2 separate regions of the Sus scrofa genome follow, and region 1 is linked to region 2. Evidence: chromatin contacts called from public Hi-C data. All regions are on one chromosome and are shown on one strand. Each heading gives the region's core, a stretch centred on a gene start, on an enhancer-like site or on the middle of the called end of the contact. The rest is flanking DNA. Distances are from core to core; before and after follow the strand shown. Region 1 has its middle 17 kb from the start of TOM1L1. Region 2 has its middle 200 kb from the start of TOM1L1.

Evidence for each region. Hi-C and Micro-C count contacts between places; a contact is called where the count stands out from the background.
Region 1: a Hi-C map of liver shows a contact between it and region 2, with 4 times the contacts expected there. The contact joins two enhancer-like sites. A contact is called at or near these places in 1 of 5 promoter capture datasets (liver) and 2 of 47 Hi-C or Micro-C datasets (both in liver).

What each region holds. Positions count from the first base shown.
Region 1 is chr12:31,188,047-31,192,139 of Sscrofa11.1, reverse strand. No RefSeq gene overlaps it. Among named protein-coding and RNA genes, the nearest start is that of TOM1L1, 17 kb to the left of the region's middle. Within about 2 kb of position 1,674, at least 2 of the 83 cell types and tissues checked have an H3K27ac peak or open chromatin away from gene starts, as enhancers often do. A contact at or near this core is called in liver, where this site is marked.
Region 2 is chr12:31,006,850-31,011,365 of Sscrofa11.1, reverse strand. No RefSeq gene overlaps it. Among named protein-coding and RNA genes, the nearest start is that of TOM1L1, 200 kb to the left of the region's middle. Within about 2 kb of position 2,710, at least 2 of the 83 cell types and tissues checked have an H3K27ac peak or open chromatin away from gene starts, as enhancers often do. A contact at or near this core is called in liver, where this site is marked.

The sequences.
Region 1 (4,093 bases), core at 425-2,924, 180 kb before region 2:
ACACGGATGCTTCTCACTGTTTTTCCTTCCTGGGGGTCTCACATTTGGCAGCAAGACCTGGTATTATTTAGTTAGCAGGCAGATGAGGGGTCTAGGGGAGGTGGTTGTTTAGGGATTGATATGTATCAGGAATTAGGTAGCTATAGGAAGGGATGGTTTAATTACAGCCACGTCTAGGATTTGAACCTCTGAATGGAAGATATATACCTACAGTTGTGCACTTTGAAATGTAGTTAGAGGCTGCCTGGAGAGGCTATATCATTAAGAAAGATGTGAGGTTGAAGGTGAGTCTAACAAAGGAAGTATATCATGATCAACTGGCACAGATGGTCAGGGAGATGAGAGGATAAAGCCTTATATTTTACATTCTTATTACATCATGTATTCATTTATGATTGAATTTTATCACTAGGAGGTACAATATGAATTTCTAAGCTATTGCGAGAGAAGCTGTCTACTAAAAGGTAATTACAATTCAGTCTAAGTGGTGAGCACAGAGTGGGAACTAACTTTTCAGGGTGGGTTGGTGGTAGTGTGGGTGAAAGGTCTGGGCAGCTAAGGTAGGGTTAGAGCCAGGTCTGTGGGTGTAGGCCTGAGCACAAATACTGCAGAGGCCAGGAGGGGGAGAAAACTAGTTAGGCCTGCATCTCACAAACTCTTCCTTTATAGGGAGGACTTTAACTTTGTTTTCCTATAGAGGGACGGTAGCAGTTACAAAGATGCTCCCAGTTTCCTTCACAATTAAAGGTCTTTCTCTATCAGCTTTGCTAACCAAGCCCTGAGAACATATGGCAACGTTTCCTTGTTTATTCTACAAACACACATCAGGGCCTCCAAATGTGCCAGTTCACTGAGCTAGGAAAGATGTGCATATTTATTCATTCAGTGGTATATGAAGAAGAGGAAAGCCAATTTCTATACTCCAAGCACTCAAAATCAAATAAGGAAGAACTCCTAACTTAGTGGGCAAAGTTAATTTCTTTGTGCAAATGGGCAGAAAATTCACTTTTCATCAAGTGAATCTAGTGATCACAGTTTTTCCTCTCCAGCTTCTTAGCATAAAAGAATCAGATAGCTCCAAAATGGTAGAAATTAGAGTATTTCATCTTGGTTTTAGCCCCATGTTATAAGGTGACTGTCACACCGTGTTCCTTACAAAAACATAACTAACGTCAAATCGCATTCCAGAGTTAAATAGAAATGCTTCTCAGATCATGTACTGTTTTGATATTTCTATGTCAGGGGTTCTCAACATGATAGGAAATCCATTCCAATTTGTAGAGGAAAAAAAAGAGAGTTATTAAAGAGATAGTAGGGGATCAATATCACTTTCAAGTGAATTAATTTATATTTTACCCACAGAAAAATTATCTATATAATTTGAATGTATGCATATTTATTCATTCTGCAATGTTCATACAGATCTAAGGACTTCTCAAGACAACCCTGCAGCTTTCTCCTGAGGCTTTTAGTTTAGAAATCCCTGCACCACTCCAGAGCCTTTCCTAAGGAAACCCACTTACTGCCCCTTTTCAGAGCACTTCTTTGCTTGGCTGTGTTCAAAATCAGGAATCAGCTGACACTTTCTGTAAAAGGCCAGATAGTAAATATTTCAGGCCTTGTGGGCAACTGCTCAACTCTGCCTGCCAAGCAGTCACAGACAACACATAAATGAGTCAAAGTACAAAAACAGGTGGCAGGCCAGATTTGGGCTCTGGGCCATACCTGGTTCTAAATCATTTCACCCTACCATTTTAGCTGATTGGACTAGGAGAGGGCCCTGAAGTTAAGACGAATCTATTAGCCAATCTCCGGGTCATCAGCAGTCTTGGAAGGGACCTGGTATGAGACTTTGTATTAATTTGTGTTTCTTGTTAGGTAGATAGATAGATAGATAGATAGACAGATAGACAGATAGATAGATAGGTGATAGAGCAATTGTTAGTAGGGTCAGATACAGTGGAAGCCATGAGTAGTCAGAAGCTATCAGTAAGCTAAAGCCAAAAGCTAGAAAAACAACATCCAGATGGAAAGTGGAGTAGTTGGTAAGTAAAATCAATAGTAGAGAATTTGAGAGGATTCTCAATGATGAGGGTTGTCAGGTTTTTGATGCTGATGGGTCTTGGGAACTGTATATCCTGAAAAAAAAAAACTTAAAGTTTTAAGCTATGTTCCAGCCTCCGTCCAGCCATTCTCCGGTTCCTGGGAGATTTCTATTGTTCTGAATTCCACATTTCATCTTGCAGCTCATCTCCCGTTGCCAGCGGTAACCTCAAAGACTCTCTATTTCTGGTCACTCCGAAGAGCCTAACACTCTCCTCTGCCTGTAGGTTGGGAACCAGAGCTGTGCATGAAATATTCATCAGGGAATATTGGCTATGTTAGGAGATTTTCTTTGTTAATCACTCCTTTTATACTTTGTGTCTCGTCTTAGAATGGACTGAATGTGTAAGACGTCCCTTAAAGAGGCACAGACGTTTTCTCTGGGGCATTTGATGAGGAACAAGTATGATTGTGTATCCCCTTCAGGCCCTTTGGGGCTGCTCAGTGAGGCATTCAGGCTCCATATGGTGAAAATTATTCTGTGACAAGTCTAGTTTGTTCTAGTTGTTGCTTCTATTGAGGAGCTTGGGGAAACCTTTTCGTATTCCTCACCTGAGTGCAGCAAAGGGTTTGGGGCTGTCTGAAAACAGCTTTAAAGGAAGGTTACGTTATTAATCAACATGCTTTTATGTCCAGTTGTCTCGAGTGGGCGATGAGTCCTTCACATCCCTCTTAACAGTGCCTGGGTTTTAATTCAACCCGTGTCATTGCTGACAGTGTTTTATTGTTCCCTTCTCTGACTGCCTATCTTAAAATAACAGATTTTGGAAGAAACTTTTGTCTTTTTCTTCCACAGTATGGGGAAGGAGGTGCAATTTTGCAGCTATTCAGGGTAGAAAGATGTTTTAGTTTTGAAGGGCTGACTTCTTGGATTTGTTAATACAGTTCCTTTCGCACCTCTACTGAAGGATATTTTATTTTTCTGATTCTTTCTTATTATTTAAAAAAAAATTAGCCAATTGCCAACCATTGCGTACAATGGCACCCTGCTTTTGGAAACGCTTTCTTATAGACCTGGGAGTACAGGGGAGTTATTAATATGAAACCTTTGCTATCCCCTCTTGAGAGAAGGTGAAAATAGACGTCACTACTATCATCATTCTATTAGGGACTAAACTGAATTCATAACAGACCTCGTATTTGCAAACTTGCCATGTACTAGACACCGAGGCACAGAGCATTTGGTAACTTGCCCAAGGGCTCGCAGGAAGCAGCAGATACGTTTGATTCCAGGGTATGTAAGCGTTGTGCCTTGCTGCTTCCATAGCCTCATGCCCATGAGCTCAGACTACAGAAAACTTCAAAGAACTCTCCATGCACAGGACGTGGAGATCTGAAGAAGAAAACCCAGGTGTGTGTGAGCAACAATATGTTTGATCCCTTTAAATGTCTTCCTTTTCTGTAAGCAGGAGAAATAGACGTCTCTGGGTTGTGTTTTTAGTAACAAGTCAGATAGTCAATGCCATGTATTGATGCCACTATGTGGCAGCCTTCCCCTAGGCACCTATGCAATGATGCTACAAGTCGGAAAAAGGCAGTTCAGGGACGAGTTGGTGCGGAGATGGACAGAGGCCTGCGGTACACCCTTGTTTTACATGAAGCCCGTCTCTTCTTTATAGAAAGCCATGTTCCAGGCTGCTCACATCGCTGTTTCCTGTCCTAATTAATTTGTGAGCTCTCTGTTGGATTTTAATGACAGACCTATTAATTCCTGGGAAGAGTTGACAGATGTTGTAGGTTGGTCACGGCAAATTAGTAGGCTGGTGCTGGGTAGAAAGTCCTGAAGACGCTTCAGTAATTGACTCACAGAGATGTTGCTACTTGGAAGCAGGAAGCGCAACCAGGAAGATCTTTAGTTACTGAGGCTGAAAACACAGATCCCTGTTTGGACCTGCGCTTTCCATGGACGTGGGGAGGCGGGGATGAGGTGCTATGAAGAGAAGGAATGGGGATGGTGTGAGGTTGGGTCCCCTGGAAAGATTTCAGCAGA
Region 2 (4,516 bases), core at 1,461-3,960:
CAGGCTTGAATATTATCTCAGTCTGGGTTTCCTCATTGCCCTAATTTTAGGTTTCATGCTATGTGGTTTTGATCTGCCTTTGGCTATTAGGTTCATCAAAAAATTTAAGTTTGCAATAATAGCTTCTAGTTCTTTGTGCCAGGAGCCCTAGGGCCTTTGGATCCTCAGCCAAATGACAAAAATGAGTAAGAACAATTTCTCCACTTTCACTAATAGGAGAGCAAAGTACTCATCACATTCTCAGCAGAGTTGGCCTTTCATCAAACTCTCTCTTTTTAAAATTTATTTATTTAATTTTTTAGGTCCTCACCTGTGTCATATGGAAGTTCCAAGGTTAGGGTTAGGGGTTCTGGAGCTGCAGCTGCCTGCCTTTACCACAGTCACAGTAAAGCAGGATCCAAGTTGCACCTGAGACCTACACCACAGCTGTAGGTAGCAACGCCAGATCTCTTAACCCACTGAGCAAGGCCAGGGATCTAAACCACATCTTCTGGGACACTAACCCAATGAGCCAAAATGGGAACTCCAAAAGTTTCTTATTTGGGATGATTGGGTCTAAGGTTTAATCAAAGGGTATTTGGCTCACACAAAAAGATGTAGAATTGTTAGCTCTTCGCTATAACCCTACTTTGAGTATTCAGATAATAATAATTATTATAGCTACAACAAATACTGCTTACCTTATGTTAGACAATGTATTCTATTCTTTCCTTTTTTTTTTGTCTTTTTGCTATTTCTTGGGCCACTCCCGCGGCACATGGAGGTTCCCAGGCTAGGGGTCCAATCGGAGCTGTAGTCGCCGGCCTACGCCAGAGCCACAGCAACGCGGGATCCGAGCCGGGTCTGCAACCTACACCACAGCTCACAGGCAACGCCGGATCGTTAACCCACTGAGCAAGGCCAGGGATCGAACCCACAACCTCATGGCTCCTAGTCGGATTCGTTAACCACTGCACCACTACGGGAACTCCTATTTTCTTTTTCACTTTTTTTTTTTTTTTTTTGCTATTTCTTGGGCCACTCCCGCGGCATATGGAGGTTCCCAGGCTAAGGGTCGAAACGGAGCTGCAGCCACCAGCCTACACCAGAGCCACAGCAACGCGGGATCCGCCGCGTCTGCAACCTACACCACAGCTCACAGCAACGCCGGATAGTTAACCCACTGAGCAAAGGCAGGGACCGAACCCGCAACCTCATGGTTCCTAGTCGGATTCGTTAACCACTGCGCCATGACGGGAACTCCCTATTTTCTTTTTTAAAACAAATGTTATCATTTTATTATATTTTTTATATATCTCCTATTCTTTACTTTTAATGGTCATGAAAACCTTATGAAACAGGGACTATTTTAATCTCTTTTCTATATATAAAAATATGAGGTTTAGGAAGTCATAGGAAGTGACAGGAGAGGCAAATTGCAGATACAAATATATGCCTAATGTCAATTATTATTATTATTATTATTATTTTGTCTTTTTAGGGCCACACCCACGGCATATGGAAGTTCCCGGGCTAGGGGTCTTAATCAGAACTATAGCTGCCGGCCTATGCCACAGCCACAGCAATGCCAGATCTGAGCCGTGTCTGCAACCTACACTTCAGCTCACAGCAACGCGGATCCTTAACCCACTGAGCGAGGCCAGGGATTGAAACAAGGACCATTATTTTAAAAACTTCACTTTACTATCTCCCTTAGAACAGGGGTAGTGACTATGAAGCAGGGCATGTTGCTTTTTCCTCTTTCTGTGAGAAGGAACCCAATGCGTGAGTCCTCTCCTAATTATATTAATTTCTGTCCTGGAAGAGTAAGGTAGATGAATCATTTCAATGCACCTTTGGTGCCCAGATTGAGAAAATAAACCAGGCTACTAAATGTTTTCCTAAAGGTCCCTACTTAATAGGAGCTTAGGGAAACTGCTTAATCATTTATGTCATTGAACAAACCATGAGATCGGGATATTTTCTGTCCTGGCAGATTCTGAAAAAATGGAGCCAGAAAACTTTTGGATGAAGAAGTCACATTTGAGCAACATTCTCTGGGGTTACCCTGTCCTAAGACATCTCCCTTCTTGTTACTTATTAAAAGTAGCTTTGACTCAAATGTTAATGTTTAAATTGGATTTTTAGTATACCAATTTCACTGTTTTTTAGAAAAACCTATAATTCCACCTCTGGGCCTTTTTAGCTACATTAATAAGTCCCAAACCTATATAAATAAATTTCGATTGTCTGAAAGTGAAAGTACTTCATGAATCAGACTGACAAAAACAAGGAAACCCAAACTCATTTAGACCTATAATTGGATCATTCCTACTTTTGGCAATCCCTTATATATTTCCCAATGAATTAACATGATTACACCTGAGACCCAGAGAACGTAAATTTTCACTTTAAATTAAAGAGAGGGTGCTTGATAGATCTTTTCTCTGACCAGCAAGAGGTCTCCAGAGACTCCAAGATTCATTAATACATTGAGCTTTGAGGTTTTGGATTTAGCAGACTATCTATGTGGAGTCAATATTAAGTGGTCTAATGCTCAAATTCCTTCTCAACTAGTTGTCTCCATGGGTTAGAAAATGCTGCTAGCAAAGCCATTTATTCTTTGTAGAGTGGAGAAAGTTGCTGTTCCAAACTATTGGTTGGATTATTAACCTCAGCTTGTAAATGTTTGCAGTGTTTCACAAGGCAAGAGCCAGGGACAATCAAACCATGACAATTGATTAGTTCCTTTTGTACTTGGGTAAGCTTGATATCATCCCAAAGGAAAACAAACAATGTCATTTCCCTTCTGCCCCCAAGAATCTCATCTTGCTTGGTCAAATTCACACCACTTTTTAAAAGAGAAAAGCAGAAGGCTTTTTGTGTTACCCCCAAGGTCATCAACAGTGGGGATGGTGTAGACACATCATATTACTTTATGTCAAGGGCCATTTTACCAGTTATTCCATTGTATAGGGGAGACCCCTGGGACATCTGAGCCTACATGGATAGAGGAAAGAGAGATTGAACTCTTGGCTTCCACCATCATGTGCTTGAATTCCAGCCCCATGTATGAAACTGTCTTCTCAAAATGTCCACTTGATAAATTCAGACACATTTCATATTTAACATGTAAAAATAGAACTCTCTTCTTCTTCTTATAGATAGATAGATAAGGTATTTCTGCCTGGCATCTGTGAATATGACTTTATTTGGAAAAAGGGTCTTTGCAGATACAATTAGGTTAAGGATCTTAAGATGAGATCATTCTGGATTATCTATGTAGGTCCTAAATCTAATGACAAGTGGGTATATAAGAGATAGAAGAGAAGATGCACAGAAGAGGAGAAGGCCAAGTGAAGACAGAGGTAGAGATTGTGGTCATAGAACCCTAAGTCAAAAACTGCCTAGAGCCACGAGAAGCGGAAGAGACAAGGAACGATGCTTCCCTAGAGCCTTTGGCAGGAGTATGGCCCTGCTGATACTTTCGTTTTGGACTTCTGTCCTTTAGAACGATGAGAGACTAATTCTTACTGTTTTATTTTTATTTATTTATTTATTTTTTGGTCTTTTGTCTTTTTGTTGTTGTTGTTGCTGTTGTTGTTGTTGTTGTTGTTGCTATTTCTTGGGCCGCTCCCGCGGCATATGGAGGTTCCCAGGCTAGGGGTCCAATCGGAGCTGTAGCCACCGGCCTACGCCAGAGCCACAGCAACGCGGGATCCGAGCCGCGTCTGCAACCTACACCACAGCTCACGGCAACGCCGAATCGTTAACCCACTGAGCAAGGGCAGGGACCGAACCTAGTCGGATTCGTTAACCACTGCGCCACGACGGGAACTCCTAATTCTTACTATTTTAGACCACCAACTTTGTGATACTTTGTTACAGTAGCCCCAGGAAATAAATGCGGGCCCCAAGTCTGCTTTAGCCTTCAGTTGATGGCAACTCTGGTCTTTCAGCTCAGTTCAAAAACTGTGAGGTGGGGAAGGAAGGTCATCCTTGACTCCTTTCCTCTCTCTAATCCTTCAGCAAATCCTGTTTCTTTACTGTCAAAATATTCCAAGGAGTTGATTATTTCTTGTTATTTCCATTACTACGGGCATCACCCATGCTACATCCTCTCTCACCTACAAAACCTCCTAACTCATCTCCTTGATTTGATCATGTCTACTACACTTGATTTTCAAAAAAAACAGCAGGAATGAGCCTTTTAAAAGCCAAATCAGGTCACCACATTTCTCCACTTAAATAATGTTGGTGGTTTTCCATTTTACTCAGTAAAACCAAAGTTCTTACAATGCCTCTAAAACCCCAGGTCAACTGCTTCTTACTCTTAACTTGGTATAAGAACTGCCCAGAACCCCTTTTCAAAAACTGCAACACCTCCCCTTGCTCACACCCTATCCTCCTTAGCCTAATTACTCTCTACAATGATACTTAACTTTCTAACTAAATATGTGACTTTTTTTATTAAGTTGTATCGACTCTCTTCCCCCATTAGAATGTAAGCATCATGAGAGCAGGGTTGGGTGTTTTT